4 separate regions of the Mus musculus genome follow, and regions 2, 3 and 4 are each linked to region 1. A link is a contact called in public Hi-C, HiChIP or PLAC-seq and promoter capture Hi-C data. All regions are on one chromosome and are shown on one strand. The core of a region is the stretch at or near the end of the contact, and the rest is flanking DNA. Distances in the headings are between cores, read along the strand shown. Region 1 holds the start of Gdnf (glial cell line derived neurotrophic factor). Region 2 overlaps Lifr (LIF receptor alpha). Region 3 overlaps Lifr (LIF receptor alpha). Region 4 overlaps Egflam (EGF-like, fibronectin type III and laminin G domains).

Evidence for each region. Promoter capture Hi-C pulls out the DNA fragments that hold promoters and counts their contacts. A called contact is a pair of places that touch in the nucleus more often than the background predicts. HiChIP or PLAC-seq counts read pairs in DNA pulled down with a chosen protein or histone mark.
Region 2: a promoter capture Hi-C map of hippocampal neurons shows a contact between it and region 1, with 2.4 times the contacts expected there. The contact joins the enhancer-like site here to the promoter of Gdnf in region 1. A contact is called at or near these places in 2 of 39 promoter capture datasets (embryonic stem cells and hippocampal neurons), 4 of 484 Hi-C or Micro-C datasets (embryonic fibroblasts, embryonic stem cells, granulosa cells and 1 more) and 1 of 115 datasets of contacts at active chromatin or transcription factors (astrocytes).
Region 3: an H3K4me3 HiChIP or PLAC-seq map of embryonic forebrain shows a contact between it and region 1, with 2.2 times the contacts expected there. The contact joins the enhancer-like site here to the promoter of Gdnf in region 1. A contact is called at or near these places in 2 of 39 promoter capture datasets (cranial neural crest and hippocampal neurons), 2 of 115 datasets of contacts at active chromatin or transcription factors (embryonic forebrain and stem cell-derived neural progenitor cells) and 1 of 9 other capture datasets (embryonic stem cells).
Region 4: a contact with region 1 is called in a Hi-C map of muscle stem cells, with 5 times the contacts expected there. The contact joins the enhancer-like site here to the promoter of Gdnf in region 1. A contact is called at or near these places in 6 of 39 promoter capture datasets (the 3T3-L1 cell line, embryonic stem cells, hippocampal neurons and 1 more), 1 of 15 datasets of contacts at CTCF or cohesin (the NIH/3T3 cell line), 10 of 484 Hi-C or Micro-C datasets (the HL-1 cell line, LSK cells, cerebellum and 6 more), 4 of 115 datasets of contacts at active chromatin or transcription factors (embryonic hindbrain, embryonic stem cells, forebrain and 1 more) and 1 of 9 other capture datasets (embryonic stem cells).

The regions. Positions count from the first base shown.
Region 1 is chr15:7,812,583-7,819,261 of GRCm38.p6, reverse strand. Gdnf (glial cell line derived neurotrophic factor) reads right to left here and starts at 3,712. Exons shown (of 2, transcript NM_001301357.1): 1 at 3,497-3,712. The coding sequence starts at 3,647.
Region 2 is chr15:7,143,339-7,150,017 of GRCm38.p6, reverse strand. All of the region lies in intron 1 of Lifr (LIF receptor alpha), which reads right to left. Among named protein-coding and RNA genes, the nearest start is that of Lifr, 17 kb to the right of the region's middle. Within about 2 kb of position 4,222, at least 42 of the 459 cell types and tissues checked have an H3K27ac peak or open chromatin away from gene starts, as enhancers often do. A contact at or near this core is called in hippocampal neurons, where this site is marked.
Region 3 is chr15:7,191,732-7,198,410 of GRCm38.p6, reverse strand. It overlaps Lifr (LIF receptor alpha), which reads right to left. Exons shown (of 20, transcript NM_001358593.1): 20 at 922-6,679. Among named protein-coding and RNA genes, the nearest start is that of Lifr, 65 kb to the right of the region's middle. Within about 2 kb of position 4,065, at least 80 of the 459 cell types and tissues checked have an H3K27ac peak or open chromatin away from gene starts, as enhancers often do. A contact at or near this core is called in embryonic forebrain and stem cell-derived neural progenitor cells, where this site is marked.
Region 4 is chr15:7,220,291-7,226,969 of GRCm38.p6, reverse strand. Egflam (EGF-like, fibronectin type III and laminin G domains) reads left to right here. Exons shown (of 22, transcript NM_178748.6): 18 at 4,144-4,222. Among named protein-coding and RNA genes, the nearest start is that of Lifr, 94 kb to the right of the region's middle. Within about 2 kb of position 3,824, at least 25 of the 459 cell types and tissues checked have an H3K27ac peak or open chromatin away from gene starts, as enhancers often do. A contact at or near this core is called in cerebellum and muscle stem cells, where this site is marked.

The DNA of each region.
Region 1 (6,679 bases), core at 2,463-4,962:
CGGGCACACGCAATGTCCCCTGGCTGGCAGATTATAAGTGAGCCTTGAAAGTAATTTCTCTGGACAACTATTTTTTGGGAGTGTGGGGGAGGAGGGTATGGGGGACTTTTGGGATAGCATTTGAAATGTAAATGAAGAAAATACCTAATTAAAAAAATTAATTAATTAAAAAAAAGAAAGAAGATACTGGTCTCTGATCTCAAATAAGGGATCAGTGTCTCTGAAAAGAGTTATCCTCACAGATTTTAGTTTCAAGAGCCTCTTTCTAAGTACTGGGTGCCCTTTCCCAATTACCCAGGAACTTGACTTTCTTGCATGTGAGGCAAGCACTCTACCAACTGACCTATAGCCCTACCACCACACTTAATAAGTCCTTTCCCAGTTGGTGTCTAATCAAGTTCAGTCCATGCTACCTGCCCAGGTTTCCTTCATGCTTAATTTTTTTGGAACCAAATATGTACATTCATGGAAGGATGTTCTATACAGTCAGAGACATCTCTGTGTTACGTATACCAGATATTTGTGGCACTCTGGTCAGTCTCTGGAATGAACAGGCACACATTATTTGACGAATGTAAACATTTAAAATTGTACGTATTTTATGCTTTTAGTTGTTAGAGTGATAGTCAAGATGTAGCATAAGACGATAATGAATGAATCTTCAATAAGTTCTGAAAATCTTGAGCAATCAGTTTTAGTCACTGGTTGAAGGGCATCCACCCCCATAGAGTTCCTTCCATACGTAATGTATCTTAGTGGTTTGGGTAAACACTGGCCTCGGAGTCCCAAGACCTGTCTACTGCCACCGGGGGTACTTGGCACTTTGGATTTCATGTTTTCAGCTCTCAGAACCAGAAACCTTTTGTTTCAGCTTTAAAATGCTATGACACCTGAACGACAGACCTCTCACACAATCTCTAATCTTCGTTTGGAGAAGATAGGCAGGAAGAAAGACAAATGAACAAGGGGGCTAGAGACAAAGTCTTGGATGCTTCCAAAAGCAAGCTACAAGCAAGTTTCCGAGTAAGTTAAAAATGGTCATGGGGCATTTATTTTATAGCCAACCTCAAGACAAGCAAGTCAGTTATTAATTCTATCTGCTTGGCTTTCCTATGTTGGAATAGAACTTGGGATGTTTAACTTGTCCTGGACCCAGGGGAACAGATGCTGTCTCAAGAGTGAATGTGTGCAGTGGAAGACACAGTTCCAGTGTCTCTATGGAAAGTGCACAGTGACTGTCACTGTGACAGAGGCTCTTTTGCTTAATTATGAAATCCCAAGCACCCGAAGGAAACTACAGTGACCAAAATTTATAGCACCTTTTATTTTCAAATGAAATGCAATGATTTAATGGTTTTCTACACAAGACTTAGCCAGTTGCTCTGTGTACAGTGAGGATATAAATGTCAGCACTGTGTTAGGGGTGTGCTGACATTAGTTGAATATTTAAAGTCTGCACACTGTCGTTATTTTGCCTTCCCTGCACTGACAGCTTGCTGCCGAATTGAACATACCTGGAAAGAAGTCAATTGGCTTAGAACACAGCTCAGTTTCTCTTTGGGTAATTTCTCTGTCTAGGTTCTACTGGGTCTTTCCATAGACAAAGCAGAATTGGATGCATTCTGCTGTCCTGAACAAAATCGTAGTCAGAATCTTGTCCATAGATGCTTTAGTATCATTTGAGAAAGGGAGATGCAATCCTGCCCACTTCCCAGTGGGATCCAGGCAGTCAATGGGATTCAATACTATTTTGGTTGCTAAACGGCTGCTTAACCCACAGAAGCCTCAGGTTTTTCCTAGGGTGTTATCAAACTTTGGTGACTCAACCTTGGGAACAACACTAGACACACCTGGGAAACATCTAAAAGTCTGAACACCCAGGCTACACCTCAAACCCATTAAATTAGACTCCTGGCATGCAATCCAGTATCAACAACCTTTAGCATTCTTAGAAGACTCCACTCTCTTTTTATGAGTCTATTCTCCAAGGATGGTTAGGACAGGAGTATGGAGGCCAAGGAGCAATCCTGGTAGCTACTGGCACGTGGGAGAAGAAAGGCATTCCTTCCGTGGAGCTGTAAACTGTTCACACTGAGTTCTAAAGCCATTAACTTGGAAGAATTAGTGGGAAGCAAGCCCCGGTAGACAGGATACTAATATAGCAATTAAACCCCCATGAATTAATCAGAATGCAATCAAACAGTCAGAGTTCTCTCCACTGATACCTGAATTTGAGAACTATTATTATCTGCCACTCTGCCCCTGTCCCTTTGGTTTGCCCTTTTGCAATGGTTAAATGAAGACAACAACAGAGGGCATTTAGAATTTCAATCAGAGAAATATTTGTACGCCCTAAGCTTGGGATTGAAGTGAGGCTCTTTAAAGATGAGTTTAATTGACAGGTCTGGGTCTGAATTTCAAGGGACCAACTACGTTCCTTTTAAACCACAAATCACTCCCAAAATCCTTATAAAATTCTATCCCCCCCGCCCCTTTTTGACCCTTATACAAGAAGCCATTTTTGTTGTTGAAATGAAACACTTGCCACATTCTGCCTGTTTTCTTGTCCAGGGCCAAGGGTTTCTGTACGTCCTGGGCTGACTCAAGCTTTCCCTGGTGGTCATAACCACAGGGCACTTCAAATGCAAACCTTCAAAGCCACTCGTTCTAAGGGGTGAGGTGGGTGGCCGCTGAGTATTTTGAGATTGTATCAACTTTTCTGTTGCCACCTTTTAACCTAGATACTTTCATTTTCTCTGTAACTCCTTTCCTGTCTATCTGACTTTACCCGTATGGACTTCTGAGGACTGGAGGATAGGTTGTAATTGCTCGCTTCTAGAAGGCATTAGCTTTGGAGCAGTAAATCACAGACTTGTTTTAAGAGTACCCTGCGTTTGTTGTGGTTGTTGTTTTTGAGTTAGCACTGTGCATTCTGAACGTTTCTCCCTTTCAGTCCACTTTGCACTAGTCACCCTGGACTCTTCCTATAGCAGAACTCTTCTGAACAGAATTGACACTAGGCAGATGCTAGCTCTGGAAATGGAGGTCCTTCTGTGTTTTCTCTCTGGCTGGCCTTTCTCACAAAACTCCTTGCAAGTGCAGTTCAGGATGAAAATGCAAGAGGGTTTTAGCAAGGCACAGTAAAATAGCCTTAAAAGAAAGATCCTGCTGTGTATTCTTAGAGGGGCAGGGAAGTAAGGGGTTGGGGGCAATGTGTGTGTGCCCTGGTTGTGGTTGTGATGGTGGCGATAGTGGGATATTTGTTGATGAGAATGATAAAGGGACACTATTCCACATCCTCTGTATTTGCAAGGCGCCTGGAAACCCTTGGGCAGCGGCATGCAGCTGAGTACCCTTAAGGGCCTCCCAGCCCTTCCCACTTAGTGGAGAGGCGCACAACCTTCCCGGCTGGCCCGGGTGACTGCGTGCGTGCATGCTGCGGTAGGGTGCCCTGGGGTCCGCCGGATGATGCCCCCGGGGAGGGAACGGTTCTTACAGTCACTGGTCAGCGCGAAGGGCACGCGGCGGTGGCCGAGGGAGTGGTCTTCAGCGGGCGCTTCGAGAAGCCTCTTACCGGCGGGCAGCGGGAAGGCAGACGCGGTGTGGAGCAACACCAGGCAGACAGCCACGACATCCCATAACTTCATCTTAGAGTCCCGTCCGGCGGCGGCACCTGCGCGGGCGGGCAGCGGGGAAGAGAACCGCACCAGGCAAGTTAGGCTCAGACGCCCAGGACCCTGGTGCTGACTGCAGGGCAGCCTCTTCACCACTTCCCTGCCCCCCCCCCCAACCTGCTCCCAACTCACAGCCTCTCCGCCCGCACTGCTTTTGATCGGTGCTTCCCTAAGCACCCCGCCCTTGTTCTGGTTTACTGCCCGCCCATCTTCCTTCATCCCTGGTACACCCCAGGTGCAGCTCGCATTCCCAACGGGTGCACTGCTGACCACTCTTCGGTCCTCCAGCCTCCAACTTCCAGAGGTCAGATTATGGACATAAATTTATACCACAACTCCGGGCCCGTTGCTTCTACTGGCTCGCGCGACATCCCATATTCCCGGGGGGCGGGGGCGCACGGGGTAGCCCCCATCTGGCTACCTTTGCCCGGCCCTCGACAGACAGAGACCACCCTTCCCCTCCCCAGCAACTCCCATATGTGAGCTCTGGAAGCCATCCTTTCGCTGATGCAAACAACAGGCTTTTTACCTCTGGGACTAAAATCAAGCTCACCTATCTGTCCCAGGCTGGACCTTTCTTCTAACTAGGCAGGGTGTAGGCTCAGGCTTGGTGGAAACACTTGCCCTCCCTCTGTCTACCTTTTAAACATCCTGGCTAAGTGAAAGAAAAAAATGTCACCAGAACAAGTTCATGTGACTTTGCAGACTCTGGCCTGCATAAAAGTGCCAAGTTAAGTCACTTAACTTCGGAAGCATCGGTTTGGCTTAAAATACCAGTTCCACTTCTTAGGATCATTAACTCACGAACAAGTCCAGAAAGTGCCCAATAAATGTTTTACCACTGTTAGTAGGCGGCGACTGGATCTATCTTGACATTTAAAGCCCTCCGTGGTATACCCGAACACGCCCTTGATTTTAGTTTTGCAGCTTTGTGAAGTTTTGGTCCTAATTCTGTCCCTCTCAGCAGAGATGCTATCTTTCGGTTCCCCTAGCTACTCCAGGACCCAGGACCGTAGTAAGAGTCCTGAACACCGAGTCCTTTGGACTCTTAAGACCTCACATCTCTAGAAAGGAAGAAGGCCTTGCAGTCTGGGGTGAGCTTGCTAATAAAGAAGGCTATGTTCACTTGGCGAAAAGTCCCATCCAAAGAGACGGGGGAAGAGAGATTGAATCACTTCGGGTATGGTGGTACTCTGTCACTCACAAGTCCCGTTGTTCCAGCATGGGGAATTGGCTGGGGAGCATTCTCAAATCAGGTAAATCATGCATTTTGAGAAAACAGTCTTGACATTTTTAATGGGGGAGGGCAAATCAGTTTTCAGGTACACACACACACACACACACACACACACACACACACACCTCCCTGCACCTTTCCTATTAGTCTCCAGGCTTTTGCTTCTCTCTCCTTTCCGGGGTACATCCCTCCCGCCCCTCACAATCTCCACCCAGAATTCCAGTCTAGGTCCCTAGATAAGGCCACTAGGAAAGCATTTAATTCGGCTGCCACCTCCCACTGCTGCGGAGACGAATTCATTTTCCATCCCTTGGGCGTCTGTTTTCTCCGCAGCTGTTGGGTTCGGAGATTGGGAAGCGACGGAACCACACAGCTCCGGGGTTCCGGCTGCGCGGGCTGGCTCGAACACCCCAGAGGAGGGGGAAAAAAAAAGACTCCCCTGGCTCCCGCCCCTCACGCAGCAGTGCAGAGAGGCGCTTCGCGAGCGGGGAGCGGGGGGGGGGGGGGAAGGCAAGGCCTCCGGGGTGCTAGCTTTGCCAGCTCTCGGGTGCGTGCGAAATGGCTGGCAGTCCCGAGCGGCAGGGAGGCGCGGGGTTAAGGCGCGGTCCTGGATCGCCGTGCCGGTCGGCAGGAAGCGGCGGAGGCACCAGATTTCCCTTCCGCATTAAGAGGGTTTTCCTATTTATTTATTTATTTATTTATTTATCTATCTCAGTTTGGCTCACGGAAAGCTTTTAAAATTGGACATGGCGAGCCTCGATCAGAAGCGAGGCGACGCTGGCAAAGGAGGAAAACACTTGAAACATTCACTCTCTGCCTCGCCAAAGGAGACTCTCCATCTTATTGTAAGCGGGCAGCATCGGGCTTCCCGAAAGCACCCCGCCCCCAATCCCGAGGAGGTGCAGGAACACTCTTCTCTGAGAGACGCGGGACCCGCTCTTCGCTCCTCTCTGAGCCGCTCTTTAATTGGTGGCACTTGCTCCCCCCCAACACCCGGGTGGGGATGGGGTGTGCATCTCCCTGGATGCTCTTCCAAGGAGTCCATCTGGGCCCCGCCCCGCATCCCTACTTTTCTTTTTACCGATTTCTACCCTGAAGCGTTGGCCAGACCAGTTCCCGCCGCGCGTGGCCTTTGCTGCGCGTGCTTAAGGCACCGGCCCGCGCGGGGTACCAAGCTTTTACTCCGAGGTTGACTCTGCTAAGTGAACCCCATTCTCTCTCGGACTTGGAAAGCCGGTTCTACTCTGCATCTGGGATCAACTCATCCCAGCGGGGCAGAGGGATCGCTCTGTGCATTTGGGCACCAGGTGGGACCTAGGACGGGGGCTGAAGGATGCTCAGAAAAGCCGCGGTAGGGACTGCCAAATCGCCGCTCACCAATTCTGAGTTCCCGGCACCAGGGGGCACTAGAAACCGCTCGGGCCTTGTCTTCCCGCGGCGGGTAGGCTGGATTGTCATTTAAAAATATAAAACAGTAGAAGAACCAATGTTTCTACCACATATCCCCATACTAGTGCAGGGACCTATAGACGTCCTTATGTGAATCCTCACTTTTCGGGTTTCTATTCTTTGATTCTCTTTCCCCATATCCTGTCTCCTCATTTCACCTGAGGTGGTTGGCAACCTACTTTTAGACCCCCTAATCCTCTATCACCTAGAAAACTCTGCAGTGGGTGGCCGCTCCCTGCCACCAGTGCCCCCCCCCCCCCCGCACATTTTGGGGCTAGCAGGCTGGAAAGTTTGTCTGGGATTTGCTTTCAAGACCTGG
Region 2 (6,679 bases), core at 2,973-5,472, 670 kb after region 1:
ATGGAACGGAAGTTTGAGAGGTGGTTCCTGCGCATGCGCGGAGGCCAGGCACCAAAGCAAACTGCCAGGGTTATCGCGGGGGGCTTGCAGACTCTCTGGAAAAGCGGTAATGTACTCAATGCTTCCGAAAGCCTTGGCCCAATACTACTCGGCTTCCATATTCGGTCGTGTCAGATGTCCTTCAGTGACAGTGTCACTTTGGTGACTGACGGAATAAACCACAAGGATCATCCCCAAAGATCTGCATGCCCATGGAAAAGAGGGTGGTGTGAGATCTGTTTCCAAAGTCTGAGAAACCGTGTGGTGCCCAGTAGGTTCACATGCCACCTCAGTCATCGTGGCCTTGGGGGAATGAAATAGGGTCATTATTTTTCCTTCTGAGGTAACACGTGTGGACTTCTCCAATCAGTTTTGACCATCTAGGTCATAAATAGCTATTAACTTGGTTTGACTTGGCAATTTCAGATGGTTAAGTTCGTCTTTTGACTAGGACACTGTGAAAACATGAGTAAAATACTCTGGGCATGAGAGTGCTTAAGGAGTCCACTGCATCAGACTTTAATCAGCACTCTGCAGACGTCCTGGGACAATGTAACCTTTGTTATTTTAAAGGCACCCACCACTGTGAATGGATACTGTAGGATATTCAGTCTCCCAGAGAACATGTTAATACAATTTAAATAGATTATTTTTGTTTCTTTTTTGTCTCAATTTATCACAATTTCCAAGGAACTGTTTTCAGTGCATACGTCATCAAGATTTTTGGTTTTTCAAGATCTTTCATGTCAGGTTGGCTAATTTTCATTCTGTTGAGGCCTTTTTTGTTAATTCAAAAGCCTATCCATTATACACTCCAGAATATCAAAATAAGAATGTTCTCAAAAACACTTTAAAGATTGCCAGTGGTCTCTACCTACAGCTGGTTTCCTGTGGTGAACAAGGCGCTTCTGGATGGTTGACTATGGGCCTCCTCCAGACCACAATAGCTCCCTAAACAGGACACACTCCAATTGGTCTCAGTGCCTCCCCCAAACCTAGTTCCTATGGGCTGTTCCTTGCAGTGTCTCCCATTCAGTGCCTCCAATACTTCCCACCTGTCAGGGCTGGAAGTGCCACACTCCCCACCCTCAAACTTCAGCCAGGCTGTTTGAGTGACTGGCATGCAAGTATCTCAATGAATATTACTGTATCTGTTATGAAATAATGTGGCGAGGGGGATACCTTTGGTGGGCCCATGCCAGGTGTACCCCTCTGAGAAATGTACCCTATGCAACAGATCTGGTGTAAAAGGGGTTTATTGGGAGAAGGGAGAGAAGTGAGGACCTGGGGAAGGAACAGAGGCACGCAGATTGGGAGCAGGAAGACAGGCAGACAAGGAGCAGAGCCATGAGAACTGGCAGAGGGGGCAGAGGAGGAGAGAGAGGGGCCAAGCGTGGAGAAGAACAGAGAGAGCGAGCTGAGATGGTGGGAGGTCTGCAGTACACCTGGCAGCAGGCACTGACATAAGCAACTGCTAGGTCCCTGGGAGTAGGACAGTGGAACTAACTATATACACCAACACTAGCACTACCAAACAAATGAACTTGCACTGATTACAAGAGCAAAACATTCTATGATTAAATTACCTGGCTAGGGAGATGGCTCAGTAGGTAAAGTATGTGTCATGCAAGTACGAGGCCCTGAGTTCAATTCCTGCCACCCATGCCAACCAGCTGGGCATGGTGAGGCCTTCTTACATTCTCAGTGCCAGACAGGCAGATACACTAGGACTCCTGGACATCTGAGAGCATCGGGTCTAACTGAGAGACAGGCATTGCTTCAAAATGCAAGGCAGACAGCCCCTGAAGAACAGAGCCAGAGGTTGACCTCTGACCTCCGCATGCATACTCATGTGTGCACACCTGTGTACATTAACACAGACATAAGATTAAGAAAAATAAGGAAATAAGTAACCCAAACATTCCTATGTTATTAACACGGAAAAAGCTTACATTCAAAACAACCATGAACATCCCCACTCCTCAGAACGGGTCATATCCTCCTCATCCAGCTCACAGAACTTGAGTGTGTCAGAGCCTGGTGTGTCAGAGCCTGGTGTGTCAGAGCCTGGACTGGTCTTCCTTTGCACCCTGGCATTTGGGTGTGTATAATGAACTATCTCAGAGAAGGGAGCCCAAATCCAAACATGAGGCTCCTTTACATTTCCTACTGGGCACACAGTGGATAGTCCAAAGGTATCTTACACAGTGTTCTTGGTGACGCTTCACTTAGGCTGTAGACTGCCAGGCGCAGCCTTCCCCACCGTGACAGTGTACTGGCTGGTGTTGTGTCAACTTGACACAGCTGGGGTTATCACAGAGAAAGGAGCTTCAGGTGGGGAAGTGCATCCATGAGATCCAGCTGTAAGGCATTTTCTCAATTAGTGATCAAGGGTGGAGGGCCCCTTGTGGGTGGTATCATCTCTGGGCTGGTAGTCTTGGTTCGATAAGAGAGCAAGCTGAGCAAGCCAGGGGAAGCAAGCCAGTAAAGAACATCCCTCCATGGCCTCTGCATCAGCTCCTGCTTCCTGACCTGCCTGAGTTCCAGTCCTGACTTCCTTGGTGATGAACAGCAGTATGGAAGTGTAAGCTGAATAAACCCTTTCCTCCCCAACCTGCTTCTTGGTCATGATGTTTATGCAGGAATAGAAACCCTGACTAAGACAGGAAGCATGGTGGCATTTCAAGTTCCCAAGTTTGAAGCTGCAGTTCTCTGACTTTTGGATTATAGATAGTTAATAGATAGGAAACAGATGGATGTTTCTGTTCTCCCACCAACACTAAGGATGATGTCTTTCCAAATCTCATCATTAACTCGTGGGTTGTGAAGGTACCAATTCCTTGATTTACAATAAAAATACTTCAAATGTTTTTTTGGTAATTTGCAATGTTTTCTTTAAAATCATTCAATCTGGATTTTGTTTGTTTTTCAGCAGCTGGGCGTTATCTCCTTCTTTCCGATGGAGAATTATCATACATGCATAACTGACATGCTAACACTGACGTCTATCTTGCCAATTTCAGGGCTTCTGTGTCCTTTTACATTCTGCCAGAATCTTTCACATACAGATAAGATTCCTTTTAGTATATGGCTAGAATCCTTCGACTCAGCCCCACGAGTTACCAGCCATGCCAGGCGCGTGCATTAAATAATTGGAAGCACTCCTGAGCTTGGTGATGGCTGGCTCATCTCATCCTTTTTTTCCCCCTCCATGAATGTTATCCTCCCTCGTGGCTTCAACCACCACTCAGCACGAATGACTTCCAAATTTGCTTCACGGAATTGGCCCCTGGCCAGCTTCAGACTAATCATTTACCAGATGAGTGTGTGCTTACCCACACAGAACCACTCCAGGAGGTTCCCGAACCCATGTGGAAAACTCTTGGATGCTGCATGTATACTTGGATGCCTCAGAGTCCTCAAAAAACCCAAAAGGAAACACAAGGAAATTCACTTTCCCCTCTAGGCATGTTCTCTCAGGCCCGGGCCAATTCCAGATTACTCAAGACACCCATTCATGTCTTCATCCTTCCCAACTGACCACCAATCACCCCCGTGTTCTTCCCATCCCTATCTCCTTTGCTACGGCCCTCATCACTTCTGGCATGGGTAGCTTAAGCCATTAATTCATTTCACATCCGTACGAAGCAAGGAATCTTCCCCGTGAGATTCGGGGCTTTACGAAGCAGCCACTCCCCATCTTCCCACCCTCTCCTTACTAAGGGTATTGATACTTCTTCAGTCTGAGGCTGATGCTCATTCTCAAGCAAGACATTACCTGTACTTTAATTTGTGTTTTCCATGTTTATCACAAAATAGGGAGATAATATACCCCCTCTTTCTACTTTATTTCCTATTGCTTTTTAAAGTCTTTGAACCGAACAGTATCTTTTAGGAGCACTGTATACTCAGGACTTACTTGACAATTGTGCCTAACTCATTCAAACCAAGTTCTTAATGAGGAGTTACAATGTCTTTCTTGTCTGTCCCCCACCCACCCACTCTTCCTTTATATCCCCAAGAGTAAGGTAAACACATATATCTAGAGATAAACCAGCAACTTGGCTCAAATTGCTGTTAGTTTCTTTTTCAAATACACAGATTAAACCCACTCCTAAAGGCCTGCTGAAACTGAGGGAGGGAAAAAAAAACGATAATTATGCAATCACTTGATGCACTTCAAATTCGGATTCTGGCTGACTCTGCCAGGCAATAAGCAACTCCCGTTTTCAGACAGCATGCACCATGTGTGCAGTTGGGTTGAATCCTCGTGCCAACTCTATGAAGCCAGTGTCGCTATCCCTCTCTTTCCAGTAAGTCACTGAGGCACAGAGGGGGTCACACATCTAAGAAGCAGAGCTGGGAACCTGAATTTAGCACCATTTACCAATCTCAGCTCTGGAGCAATACATTTAACTGTGAATCCACAACAGAAGACCCCCGAGACCTCAGGCGTCCAGGGCTCTAACACCCCTTCTGGCACTAACATGGTCACAGCTGAACAGGACCACAGCAAACAGCTGGAATGTTAGGCTTTAGCTCTCAACTGACCCGACTCGGACTCAGGGCAGTCCTTACTTCCATGTCATCAAACTAACTGAGACGAGCACAACCCTACGGCCATTGTACTTTCAGGATACCTCAAGCAACCAGCAGCTGTGGGCCTTTCTCTCCTTCCATCCTGTCAGGTGAATGCCATACTAGCAAGCGTCACCTGCTTCTACGGGCGGGGCATGTGATCGTCGTATCCCGCTCTGACAGTCTGCAGGGAGGGGGCCGAATGGAAAATAACTGCCATCTTCCTGTCCTGCTTCCAACTCTTAAGTAGACTTTTGATTAGCTGAGTTCTTTAAGTGAGCAGGTGCAAACCCAAACACACTCCAAAAGCCAGCCAGACAAAGTAGTTGAGGCTTGCCAAGGACAGTGGGGTGGCCAGCAGCTAGCAGCCAGAGCCTCTGTCTGTTTTATACAGGAAATAGACACGGCATCCCATAGCCACGGGTCTTCCAACTGAGCTACTGTCTTGTTTTACACAGACTCAGAAAGAAAGAGAGAGCGCTGCTACCTGCAGAGCAGGCACCTTAACCAGCACGTACTGCAGGTCTAGCCAGGCCTTCCCTCTTAGACTCAGAAGGGCTTGCTATCTTTTAAAAACAAAAATAAAACGAAAAACATGTGAAATCTCATTTTCAAATGCTAGCAGCTAATTTAGGGGGTGGGGGAAATACCACAACAGCATTCAAGCCAAACAAAACACATTTCCAGGCCAAAAGACTTCTTAGGGAGCCAACTAAGAAGCCTGCCTTAAAACTGAAAAAAACAAAACAAAACAAAACAAAACAAAAAAACAGACAAACAAAAAACTCACAAAACATACAAACCAAACCCATGTCTCAAAATACAAATTGTTCTAATATCTGCATTTCAATGCACACATAATAACCTAAATGTGCCCTAGTGGTATATTTTTTTAGAGTTATAATCTGAAGCTTTTACGTTAAAAGAACCCTGCTTTCCCCACCCCCACCCCCTTAAATTTCAGAAATACAAACCCTAGGTATCAGTTCAGACTACAACAAATGCTTTTCAAAAGGAATTGACAGGAAGGAAGGGGGCAGAGGAAGAGGACAGAACGAATGGAACAGGAAAAAAATGTTTGGAAATAACTGGCATTTGGCAGAAATATCTCAGAGTCTTCTTTGTCGAGAAGCAGGCTGTATTAGGTGTTTGTGACAGCAGCTGGCAAGAAGCAGCTTAAGAGAGGGTTTACTCTGCCCATTTTAAGGATCAGGCCAGCCAGGTGGGCAAAGCACGGCTGGCTGCAGCAGTGACTTCCTGTCGCTAATTAACATGAAGCCGAAGTTCCTGCTATACTACTGCCTGCTCCTTCAGTCCTACTTGACGACCCTGAGGCGTGAGGTTACCCGGCTTCAGGGTGGGTTCCCCGCCCCATCACGTAAACCACCTCTCTGGAAACACCCTCATGCACACACCCAGAGGTCTGCTTCCTAGGTGAGGATACGGGTTAAGCATCTGCACGGCTGTGATCTACACCCCCAGAGATCGATAAGCCTGGCGTTGATCCTGGATCAGGAAAGTATTGAGAAAGGTATCTGGAAGGGAGGTTGGATCAGTGCAGCCAGCGGCAACCCTGACCTGATAAAACTGTTGGACTGGGAGAGCAAGGGGCAGGAAAAGATGGACCACATCTTAGGTCGAAAGGGGTCCTCTCTAATGTCCCAAGGATGCTCGACAACCAGATGATCACACTTACATAATAGTGCTAAAGGCTCCTTTTACCAGCTGACAAGCTTACTCAGGATGCTATATGATGATGGCAATGAGGACAAAGGTGATAGAGGACAACTGTGACAGTTGTCTGTGTGACATTTTTCATGAATGTGCCGGATAAGGGAATCCCAGGCATTAAATGTGTGGAAGAAAAAAAAAAGTACCAGACAGTGAATTCAAGGAAACAAGTGTAACACTGGGCATTTCAGGGACTCAGTGAAAATGGCAACAGTGGGAAGAACAGATACAGGTTGTGGAGAAAAATAAAACTTAGTAGCAGTATGTGGGAAACAACCGTGAAGAAGAAAATGGCTGCTGAAGTAACAATCGTGTTTGCAACTCTGCCCTC
Region 3 (6,679 bases), core at 2,816-5,315, 620 kb after region 1:
TTTTTTCTTCCTAATGAGCACATGGCTCTTTTCTTTGCACTTTTTCTGTTCCTGTAGGTAACAGTGGTACACAATTTGGCTTCAGAAACTCAACCTTCTGGGAACAAGTTCTCCATTGAGAATTCCCCAAAGTACAGACCATATGTGTGAGCTTTTCTAGCACTTAAATATTAACATGTGTTTCACAACTAATCTACAACTGGCTTGTACTTTTACAGGCTCAAGTCGGGTCCATTCATGCTCTGGCTGTTATTCGTGGTAAGTCTGAGCCACAAAAGACAAAGAACATTTCTCTAATGCCACTGCCTACTTCTAAATGACTGGACTTTTGTTAAGTCAATTGCTATATTTCAAAATTAAGTTGAAATTTTTATGCATTCCCAGAAACTCCTGAAATATTCAGCTCTCTTGGGAAATAATAAATTACAACTCCTGCTTTAAGGACCAGCATTTCTCTTTTCTTTTCTTTTTTGAGACAGTATGTAGCCCTGGGTGGCCTGGATCTATATAGACCAGGCTGCCCTCCAACTCAGAGATCCCTCTGCCTCTGCTCCTGCTTCCTTAGTGCTGGCTGGGACTAAAGGTGTGCACGACTACATATGGCAATAATCTTGCTACTTGCTAATGCTAGGTTCTCACTTTGTAAAAAGTAATTTGATTTTTTAATTTAAATATAAGAATCCTTTTTTTTCTCTATAAATATAACATGAACTTAACAGAGCAAATAGAAGGTGCTATCAGCAGCACAGCAATACCTCCAAATATTAAAGCCACCGCTAAAGCTTCTTGGTTGCTATAGAGTCACTGTGATTATTATGGGATAAGAGTAAGAACTAAACAAAGAACAAAGTGAAGGACACTTTTCTTAAATGTTTGAGACATGAGGGAAAGCACCCCCAAACAATAAATGTCCAAATTTACTAGGGTAAGATGTAAGAAAATATATTTATTTTTTCCATGACAATACTATGATAAAATTGTTAAATACATGCATGTTTTAAAAACAGACATTGGTAACATCTTTATATAATTAACAGCCAAGCGATAGTAGTTTTATATTTGCAGTGTCTTAGGCTATTTACATCATCTATGTTCTTGTGATAATCATGTCTCTCAAAAGATATGGACGCTAAATTCTGAAATTATGCTATAAAGGGTTCAAATTTCCCGTTTTAACAGCGACATAACATTTCACAAAGCTGGGAATGTCTCCGCTGTCAATCTCCGTGAGTACTGTTTTATTCTATACTCAACTCAGAATCTTTTGAGTCGGAGTGAATCGCAGACACACACACATCAATCTCCTTTATGTCCTGTGTGTGAGCATTGAAAAGATTCCTTATAGGACTGAACATGATTTTAGGTATTGCACATCATAACCGATCCTTTGATTTAACACAAGTCTGTAGTGATAATTTTGCAAGAAACAAAACAGGGGAAAGTTATGCAAACAGCAATTTCTATCTTCTTTCAGCTACATGGACACACACCTGACCAAACAAAAGTTAGTAAACAGGAGCTAGCATTTACAGAGACCTAGAGATATTTAACATGACACCATCTTTTAAAACAACATTCATTCTACAAACCTTACAAAAGACGAAGACTTAGATCTGTTCACAGTATGTGTGTCTTGTAAACAGTAATGCACTGTAATGCAAATTTGAAAGGAAAAAAAGTGGTAATTTCTTAGTGTTACAGGGAAGATGGCTGATGGCCTGTCTGCTAGTGAAAGATCTGGTAAAATAAATTTTAAAAAATTTTCCTAGGACCAATGAGAATTTTCAGATGGCTTACTTTACCTTTGGACATGCCTGTAAGTTGGTATCATCTGGGACTCAGCGTATCTCTCTATCCAGAACAACCTTTTTAAAGCAACTCTAAAGAGAATGTCTTTTAGCAGCTGTGTCCTGTGGTATCCCCTAACATCTACCCCATCACAAGGAGCTGGACAGGGTTCATTCCTCAACATTCCTTCACCATGCTGTTCATACTTTGTCAAAGACTACATCAGAAGGAAACGTAAGCGGAAGGAGCTGGGTGTTTATAATTGAGCTAATCGGAAAAGACAGTGAAAGTGTTTGCATCAAAGGAGAGCATCGCCCCGCAAACCTCCCTTCAGCCTTTTGTTCTAGGACCACCTGCCAAAGGGCTCAGCTGCTCAGGACTTAAGGACGATGGGATTACTACCTAAAGATATTTTGATCTCTAAAGATATGCTACTGGATGTTGGAGCTAGTTCGGAAAGTTGAAACTACCCATTTGAGATGGAATAATTACAAATAAAAGCGCATGTAAGAAATCAGAATAAAATTAGGAAGGCAGCCAATTTAGATGTACCAAATATTCTAGGCATAAGTACAGCAAAATGCCTATTACAGCGGGATTTCTTTTCATGTTGATTGTCTATACAAAGGCGATCTTGAAGGCCCATATGAATCAACTAACATTAATGTTCCTGTCTTTTATCCTCAGCATGTTTTTTTCATTTTTAAAGTATTCGGTTCCAGCAACCAAAAATTGCACACTTGTTTAATGTGCAATCGGATATGGTTTATTTATAATAAAAGTATGCCACAGTTAGAATTTAACTTAAGCAAATTCTATTTACACCTTGGACAAAAACTGCCATTCATAATACAGGAGAAGAAGTACTACTCTGGTTAAGGACAGCCTGATCCAGTCACAATCTCGTATCATAATTAGAAGCATGTGGCTATTCTAGGCCAGAGGACAACCCCAGAAACTCTAACAAGAGGAAAAACAAAACAAAACAAAACAAAACTTGGTAGTGCTCAGCTAAATGTTGCTCACAATCATTTATGCCTCCATTTAGAAATAAGTCCTCTGTATTATAATCAGCATGAATATGGTCATGTAATTATTAAGATAAAGGGAGCAAAAATCCAACAACCCTAGTAAACTAAGAGGTTTAAACAGGGTGAATAGCACTGGGCAGAATCCACGATTCAAGCGAAATCACTTTGAAGGATATTCTAGGGTTATGTCTAAAAGATTAACAGTTTTTGCTTGGCCCCACCCCCACCCCCTCTGTAAATTTTTTTGTCCTGGACACTGAGGTAAGACAGGTATGACAGCATGAAACTTTTTTTCACAAGAAAGTATCAAATCAATTCAAGGAAATGCCTTGGTATATCTTACCAAGACAATGAGTTCTTCTAGTGATCAGCTAAGCTCGCTCATGCATGCTGCTTGACATAACGCAAGCCAGATTGGTACAGATGGGTCTCCAAGCTAATAGCTCATGACACAAAAGCAAACAACTCTGCAGTGAATAGGGTGCTGACAGGGCGCATCTAGTGAAAGGCCTGATGAGTCTTCACAGTTTCCCTCACACTGTGGGGCTGTTTCCACAATGTATCCAAATCTTTCAGTCAATTCTTTTTTATCTATGCGAGTCACATCTTAATCTCTCCCATCCTTCAAGACAGTTCCACGGAATCTGTCACACTCTAGAAAGGGACCCCATCAATACAGACACAGAACTCTCACTGTGTGCCTGGCATTAGCAGCTGATGGCCCTTCCCCCACACTTCACTTGAGATGCCAAGTATTGTACTTTCGGGATCCTTTAAAAGGCCATTTTGCTCATTTCAACCCAGTTTCAAACAGGAAACAGTAGAAATTACCTTAGTGCAAACACAACAAATTCTATCTGAGTAAGTGCCTAAGCAGTAAGAGACTTTGAGATAATACTTTCTGCATATTGACATATGAAGGGGTACTTGAATTGCAAAATACCATGACATTGACTTCAAATTTCTATCGGGAGGAAGCATTCTTAAGCCTTTCACTAAATTAGGTATACTGAGCACTGAAAGGGCTGGGACGGATGCAAATACAGTCAGGATTACTGTGACAGGAGAGCTTTCTAACAAGAGTTCAGTTTGCAAGAACTTCTAAGACTGTGATTTCCTACTGTCATGTCTGAGTGCGACAGTGCTGGGTGTTCGGAATGCAATCCTTCCAGTTCCCCTGAACCACGAAAGCAAGACTAATGTGCAAACCGAGGCTGACAGCTCCTCCCTCGAGCTTCCCGATGAATGGCGGCTTCTGTTGCCAGCTGCAGGAACAAAAGCACCTCTATCACCCAGCTCAGAAACACAACCCAGCGTTCCAGATATGCAGAGCTGCCGTCTCAAGGCCGGGACACCACAGGTTCAACCAACAGGAAGATTCCGAAGGTACATGTGCACTAATTCATGGAGTGTAAAACTCAAAAAGCCTATTAAGTATTTAAGAATGTTCTCTTTAATTAGATGTTATTGAAAATGGCCACTCATAAGTATTATGATACCCTCAATCTCCATGTCTCACCAGGGAAATCTGAATGAAACTGGCTTACAAAAGGGTGTGCATGTGGCTCTGTTCAACAGACAGACAGGAACCTAATTCTGGTCGAGATATCTGGAGTTGCCTGGCCAATGACTGGGCTCTTCTTAGGAAGGAATAGTTTCTCTCCTTTTCCTAAGAGCTGGGAACACCTGTAGGCTTTTCTCTCACAGTGACCCCTGACGTCAGAGTATATCCACTTCGAGCTGGGAACACCTGTAGGCTCTTCTCTCACAGTGACCCCTGATGTCAGAGTATATCCACTTCGAGCTGGGAACACCTGTAGGCTCTTCTCTCACAGTGACCCCCGACGTCAGAGTATATCCACTACGAGGCCAACTTGCACTGAAGGCACGAACGACCCTTGCACTGATGCCGCAGTGCACACTTGCCAAAGTCCCAAACCATGAGACAGGTATTAAGGGCATGGCAGTGGTGGTCTGCTTCTCCCTTGTCCTCTTCCTGTTTAGGCTACTCCTATATACACACCCACAGAGGTAACAACACTGCCCAGGGAGGCAGCTGCATTCACTTCAATGGGGAAAAAAAAAAAAAAAAAAAAAAGCTGCCTTGGCCTTAGTCCTACGTCACATTCTCCTACAATAATCCAGGGCTGCCCCGCTTCTGCATACCTCAGTCAGTGGTCCTTGAGAATGGACTTGAGAGGCAGGGTGGGGTGAGCAGCACTCTAAACTCCCAACATTCTGGACACCCACGCCAAAAGGACATCCTTTGGACAGAATGAGTCCATTTCTCCTGACCGTCCCGTGTTCCCAGATTAACGTAGTGCGGAATGATGAGCTGTAACCTTCGCAAACTCTGATCCCAATTAGATGGGAATAAGAAACTGAGAAGCTTCACTGGGGAACAAGGCAGAGGCCAAGCAGGGCATAGCAGTAGTAAGATGTTTCAGGGAGTGGGGAGGGGGGGAGGGGGTGGGAGAAGGGGAGGGGCGTGGTGTGGGGGGAGGAGGCAGCAGGGCTTAGAGTGGCTGGGTAGAGGATGGAGCCAGAGGGCACAAGGAAGACAGAAACTCTTTGGTGTTGGCTCTGGCTTGGAATATTTTTCAGTACTGAAAATTTCTAAGAGCTACTAACTATATCATGGAGCTCCAAAATGTAGTTGAATCCTAGGGTTAAAAACAGGATCATGACTTTGTCCCTTGTCATCCTGTATTTTTTTTCTCACATGATTCTTTAGAAGATAAAATAAGAAGCCAGGCATGGTGACACGCACACCAACACTTGGGAGACAGAAACAGGTGGATCTCTGAGTCTGAGGCCGGCCTTATCTACATAGTGAGTTCCAGGTTGGGAGACAGAAACAGGTGGATCTCTGAGTCTGAGGCTGGCCTTATCTACATAGTGAGTTCCAGGAAAGCCAGGGCTGCATAGTGAGACCCTGTCAGAAAAGAAATAAAAAATAAAAAATAAAATAAAAATAAAAGATAAAATCTGAACTAAAAGAACAAGCCATTATCTGTAAGATTTGGGGGACTTCAGATGACACAAATAAAGGTCGTCTACTCCTGGGGTGTTTCAAACTGTCATGCACCCAAAGGCAGAGCAAACACATGACATACATTTTAGGTTTTTACAGCTTTTCTAAGAATCCCATTCCCTGTACACGTTGCTGATGAGAGACCAGGGTGTATTGAGGGTGCTGTGCTCAGGATCTGCCACTTCACTGCTGACGGAACCATCACAGGCCACGACCTACCACTTCCGTAAGTTTTCTGACCTCTATTACAGTTTAACCACTAACTGCTCCAAAGGGAAGTTATCTCCCTTTATGTTTAAGTTTATGGATTTGAAGGCAAGGTCTGAGACTCTGGACCCCCAACTGCCTGAGGGGGGAGAAGCCGAGACTCATGAGCAGCAGGGAAAGCTCCTGAGAAGCCTCAGCGATCATCAGCCAGCTATTGGTTAGGCTTAATGGCCTATCCTCTCAGGGAGAGCTGAGTCTAATCACAGCTATGCAGTCAGCACACACCACTAGCTATTTCTTAGTAGTCATCTTACGTAGTAACTCATTACAATTATCTACCTGTAAATAATGATAAATTCGCTCTTACGAAGCAGACCCTATAACATAACACAAAGCAAATAGAGAAAATTTGGGCATAGTTCGAGAGATTTCCAACATTAGGGCAGTCAACTATACTAATGGAAGCTGTCGTGCAAGCTACATGATAGGGGAAAGGTTTTCACACCCCGAGAAAGCAGGACGGTGTGATGCCATTTCGGACTGGTCAGCGTCGCACTTGCTTTTTCCAAGTTTGTACCCCTGAGACAACTGTTTGATAACCATTATACAGTAGGCACAG
Region 4 (6,679 bases), core at 2,575-5,074, 590 kb after region 1:
ATATTTTTGGCTTCTTGCTTGGTGGAACCTAATGTTCTGTTAATGCCTCACAAGGTTTCATGTGCGAGTCACTAAAACTTTAGGTCAGGTACAGAGGGGGACAACGGGTGACAATTAATAAAGATAGGCCAAGCCAAGATTCTGGCTTTACAACATTTCAGCTCTCCACATTCAGAAGTTCTGACATGTCGGTCAGCCTTGTACAATCTTTTACATGGGCAAAGTTTTTTTTTGTTGTTGTTTTGTTTTGGTTTTTTTGGGGGGTACATTTGGTTTTTTTGTTGTTATCGTTTTATGGAGAACTTCAGTTCATACAGCTCACTCTTCCACAAGAATTCTAAAAGCCTTTGCTGTATTTGGAGTGCTTCGTGGGTGAGCACAAGGTACAGCTGTTTTTCCTGGGGTTCACCCATCCTCATAAGCAAACAAGTCACCCAAGAAAACAGCTTGTTAGCTGTGATGGCCGCCCTTCTGAAGAACAGCTGGGACACAGGTGTTGCAGAGTCAGGCTGGCCACTAGATGGAGACATTTCTCCATGGCAGGTGGACTGTTTGCCGCAACCCGAAGCCTGAGCCTAGGGCATAACATTCCTGAGCAAGGCTGGGTCTTCAAAGGTCCTTCTTCCCCGAGCAGTCCTGATCTAACACTCATTCAGCACTTGGGATGCTTTGTGCTGAACTTAGCAGATTTGTATATTGCTGTAGCTGATTTGGGTGATTACAAAATACTTTTTGTTTCATTGTATAGGAAAATAGCTTCAGTAGATATAAACCCAGTTTAAAAAGACTATTCATAAAAACGTTACTAAAATATGTAAGTCATGCATACTGCTGGGGATTTGTTTTCTTAGAATGGTACATCATTAAACACTGGAAAAATGGGTATGTTTGTGTTACATTGGTCTTTAGTTGCAGGGCTAGTTGGATGGACAAAGATTGTGTGTGTGTGTGTGTGTGTGTGTGTGTGTGTGTGTGTGTGTAAAACCTGCGAAGTCAGGTTATATAGACCTTATCCAAAATGACTTGACTTTTTTAAAGTTTGGGATATTTACATATACATAAAGAGATACCCTGAGGATGGGACCCAAATCTAAGTATGAGGTTTATTTGTGTTTCCAATATATACTATTTCTACAGAACCTGGAAGCAATTTTCTGCAGCATTTTTAGTGTGCCCACCTTTTGACTGATCCCTCACCATGATCTCAAGTGTGGAATTTTCCAGATGTCAGCACTTAAAAAGATTCAGTTTAGATTTAGGTATTGGATGTGCTCAGCCATTACACTAAAGAATTATGAACCAAGTAAACTGCCCTTGAAAGGTACATCTGCCCTGAGAGCTAACCATCCGATGAACCTGGTCGTTCCCTGGCCCTGAGGTGTACCCAGAAGCAGTGCTGCATACCAGCCTCGTGGGCGTTGAGACTGTGAGTCCCTAGAACCCTCATGGTCTTCTCTGAGTGTGTTGAGAGACCCGACCTTCCAACTCTTTATCAAAAACATCAAATCTCTCTCTCACATGACAGGTTCTCTTGGGTCGGGGTGTATGGGACTTGCACTCTTCATTGGCAGTTTTTGCACCACCCAACATCACATGCTGTCGTGTACAGATGCGAGTGAATGGCGAGGCATTTTCATTAATACATGAGTCAGGCCATGGCAGCGAAAGAATGAACACAGGAAAGGCTTGGTCTGAAGGTTAGGTTAAAGTGTAAACATGTTTACAATAAAACCTAAACCATGCAGGTTGGGAAATGAGCTCAGTAGTCTCTTCTGGAACTGGTGTTTTTTTTAATGGAACAGCTCTTTTGCCTGTGTGCCTTCATGCATTGACTAACTTGAGGGCATTGTCGTGGTACTTAATGGTGTGGTTTCTGAAGACTGCCTTACCCTTAGTTAATTACAAAAAAGCTTGGTTTTTCAAAATCCAAGAGAGAAGGTGTGGCTGGTTGGTATATTGTTGCTTGATTGCATGCAGCCTGAAGAACACTCAATAGCCAGCAGGTAGCAAGCCATTTTTCAAGATGTAGTAGAAAGGAGAGCTGGAAGTAGTGTCTCGGGAGTAAGGATAAGTCTCTAGTTCTCTGCCACCCTCAAGTGCAATAAACTTAAGGGTGAACAACATCAATTATTCCCTGAAGAAATGGCCAGGGCTTCTTGCCACAGCCTGTCCTCCATTCTGTGGTGGATCTTCACAAGGCTTCATGAAGCAGGAAAACCTGGCTCCCAACGATCTCCTCTCTAAAGTACCATGTCTGTGAGTGCTGACTCTCCTTTTCTCTTTCATGCTGGCACCTGGCAGAGTGTGGGAACCACTGCCTCAATAGTAAGTACAGTAAGGCCTGGAAGATTGAACCGCTCGAGCTCCTGCCAGAGCCTCCAGCTTTGGCCAGGCCCTGAGCCCAGTGCAGCCAACTGCAGGCAGAAGGGAAATGGGGTAAGCGGGAGTGGGAATCAGACACACCAACCAAGGTACCACGGATCTGCCTCCCAGCATGGGTACCCAAGCTGGCAAGTACTGAGGTAGGGTGTTAGCAGGCAGGCAGCTAGACTAGAATCCACTCGTGTAGACAGATGCCTCCTGGGGAGGGGGGGGGGACGTCTGTTTGCAGAGCAGACTTGTGACAAACGCAGCGTGATCATTTCAAGAAGTCCAAAAGAGAATGATGTCTGTTGGCGACAGTCCCACAGACAGGGCCAACAACAGCAGCGATGGGTCCTGGCTGTACCTCTCACTCTGGAGTGAGAGGGCCCACTGGGGCCTTCTTGGTTATGTTTAGCCGAGGTCAGTCTCCTATGCCAGTCAGCTTGGGCATCTTCCACTTGCTTCCTTATCAGCCCACAGTTCCTGAAATAAGGGGCTGGCCCCTCAACCAAGAGCTCCCGCCCCCTCCTCTTTTTCCTCTCCACCCCTTCCTCTTCCTCCACCCCCCCACTCCCACCCCAACAGTGTTGCTCTGAGTCCTGGGAGCGCATCCCTCTGGTCCTTGCTTCTCCTTTGCTTTCCCAGTCCACAGTGTCTCTGCTTTCCTGGCCCATGGCTGTCTACCCACTAACCTTTCTCTCTCATTCTCTTTGTATGTTTAAAAGTCAAATTGAAACTCTCCCACTGCTCACAATCAAGTGATAGGTTTCCCTCCCTGGGTGTGGAGTCCTTAGACAACTTCTTCTTTGTATCAACAACGTGTGTTCTTGGAGTTATAATTGTCTCATAAGCCAGTTATTCCCTCATTTTACATACTATTTCTTCAGTGTGAGATCTACTCTGCCTTGGCTTCTTTAAGCTGTTATTTCTGTATTTTTCCAAAGAGGAAAGCAGGGGGGTTGTGTGATTATTTCTCTAGCAGAAATCCCCCTCCACACACCCTAACGTGTGACACTACACACGCCTGCTCTTTTGATGTCTATGAAAGGCTGATTTCTCAGGAGGACCAAGGGATGGGAAATGGGGAGGAAGGAAATTCGTTTCTAAAATACTGGAGAGTAGGAGGTGGGCAGAAACCAAAATGAGGTCTGGTTCATGGCCTGTCTGCGTTCTAGCTGGGGGGATCTCGATTACCTTGTTCTGAAATGGGAATAGCCAGGCCTACCCTGCCTGTGCTTCCGCGTGAGCCTGGAGTGAGGGCTTCATCAAATCTCACCCAGGAGGATTTCATGTTGCCCGAAGCTTGTCCGTTGCACTTCTCAGTCACTCATATCAGAGCCGGGGTCTTCAGGAGATGATCCCCCAAATAAAGAGCCCCGCTGGGCCCTGTTTGGGGATGACTTTCTCTGCCTCCTTTGGCAAAACTCTGGGGTTATCCCCAGCTGCTCTCCACATGGCTCCAGCTCCTCTCCAGCTTCCAAGAAGCGCTGGGGACAGTTCAAGTTTCAGCACATTGCAAAGCCTTCTCTGCAGAACGCCAAGGCTGGTGACAGTGGCCGCCAGGCTCTGGAGAAAGGGGAGAGGGGCGAAACCCCTGCCAGGCCACTGGGCCAGGCTGCCGTGAGCCGGGCCAATCACATGCACAGCCAAGAGGAAGGGGCTGACAAGCTGTCAAATAGCACATTCCACAGCTAGCTTTCCTGACGTCTGTGAGAGCTGAAGTCGAAGGGGGGTAGGGGTGCGCGTGTCTCATAACCTCCATTTTCTGTTCTGTCTCAGCTATTATAGAAGCCATCGAGATCCCACAGTTCATCGGCCGCAGCTACCTGACGTATGACAACCCAAATATCCTCAAGAGGTAATGAGCCCCGCGCAGCAGCTTGCTTATTCCCTAGATGTCAGTTTTTTAGTATCACTCCATGAGTTTATCCTCATCGTCTGTGCCAGATGATAATTCTCCCCATGGGCTGGGGTTTTGGGGCGGGGGTGAACATGAAACAAACATAGAAACAAGAACAAAACAAATAAGCAAAAACTTGAAGGCATCAGTTTTCCAAACAACCCCATCGTAAGCTCTCCAATCCTTTTCTGGTCAAAGGGCCTGGAAGAATGTCACTTGCCCCTGGGGTTTCCAGGGTTCTCGTTTGAGAGGCAGAAGGAATTGGATGCCCCTGGAGCTGGAGTATGATCACATCAGACACCCCCACCTCTGACCTGAGAGGGGGTTCTTAGCTCTCTGCTATTCTGTGCCATGGCCTGCAGATCTGCCTGGAGCCAGTTATGGAAAGGGTTCATTCAGCTGCCCCCAACCAAGCAGCTCAGAGCCACTTCCTGCCAGGTCAGTGCCTATGTCTTCAAATGTCCACTGCCCTCCAAGGCTCTGCCCAGTACAGTGAAGATTGCTCACTTCTCTTGGTGTGGACAGAAGAGTATAATATAAGGACAGAAGGCATGATACAAATGCTCCAGTTACAGCTTTTGTTCCCTGGGGGCAGGGACGGGCTAGAATTTCAAGCAGCCTGTATATGTGGCAAGGATGGAGGTTGGCTCTTAAAGCATCCTTCCATTCAGCCAGGCTTGCTGTTGGCAACTTCAGTTTGTCCCCCAGTCCTTTGACAGTGGAGATGTTCATCGGCCTTTAATCACCAGAAAAAATTGTTCTGGAATTTTTCTTACAAATATAAGAGAAATATAAATATATATCTTTAAGGCCACCTTGCTTTAGGATAGAACTTAGGATATCGAGGAGCAAGACTAATTGAGAAATCGTTTACTGGGCTGTTTACGGTGACTGTAGGCATAGCAGGCTACTGTAGTGGTTTGATTAAGGATGGCCACCATAGGCTCAGATATTTGAATGGTTGGTTTCCAGCTTAGGGACTGTTTTGGATTAAAGGCATGGGCTTGTGGGAGGAGATAGACCCGGCTTCACTTCTCTAATGACAGGTTCTGTTTGTTGCCTTGGAATGAGGATTTAGATGAGAAGCATCCCCAGACAAGGTGCACCCTTGTCTGCCTCTGCCTCTTTCCTACCAACAGTAGAAAGTCATTCAGCACCACACACACACACACACACACACACACACACACACACAAAGCTGAGCATTATGGAAGGAGCCCGAGTCTTTGGTCACCAGTGCTTAGCCAGAGGCTGCCAACTGCCAAAGGAGCTGGAGATAGAGAAGCCTCAAGTCAGAGCAGCTCTGCTGGAGCACACGCATGGATGTGTGTGGTCAGGCACATGGACACCTGTGTGAAGCCATCCAAAAGGACATGTTCATGATCTACTTCAGTTTAAAGCCTTTAGAGGGTCACATAACATAAAACTCAGCTTAAAATGTCCTAAACAGGAAGAAGATTTCATAAAATGTGTACAACCTTCATACAACTGGGCTGATTAATCCAGAGGCCCTGCAGCATCCTCAAAGATTCAATATCTCATCCATGCTTGCCATGGTACCTTCAGCATAGTCCCTAGCTTCCCATAGGACACTCATGAGGTGATTGTCAAATTGGTCAGTGTCCTATAGAAGCAGAAAGGGCTCTCGCTATAGAGAGAGGAAGCTTTGGTAGAGCCCTCCTGGTAAATCAGACAAGAACTTTTGTGTCTATTCTTAAACCAAGCATAGATAAGAGAAGCCAAATTGGCTTGACTGACTGATGCCAGCCCATGTTGCCAAGGGAGCGAAGAAGCGTAACTCAGAGTCAAGGACCAGCAGGTTCCTAAAGAACCGCCCAGGGTTGACTTGTCTGTAGCTAGCCTGGTGGCCCTCTGCATGGGGAAGACAAGCTTGATGCCTTCCTCTCTAAGTCAGGCTATAGTGAGCCTAGACAGAAGTCCCCTCCCCTCTTCCTGGCATTCACTACTGAATGCACTGTACAGCTCTAAAATTAAGCATGCAGGAGACAGAGCTATGGTACCACCAATGGGAGAATGGAAAGGAAACACTTTCTTTCTGCTCTTCTTACCAGAATGGGTAAAAAAAAAAAAAAACTATCTGTGCCCCTTGCTCTCATATGTTCCTACTGTTTATGTCCCACCTGCAGACTAGAACCCACGGTAGTGGTACCGGCCAGCTTGTGAAAAATCTGAAAATCTAAACTCCAGGAGCCTTGGTTTTAGGTTCTAGCAGTGCCTCGTTAATGGGAATATTAACTTCTATTTCCTCCTTGCCTCACCTTTTGCTGGAGACCCTCGGGCCACATCAGATAAATGCTGATAATTTTCGCCAGATGAATTTGTAAACTAGCCTTAGGAGCTGATGGGCACACAGAAGCCTGGGGGGCCCTCTTCCCAGAAATGCAGACAACCCGG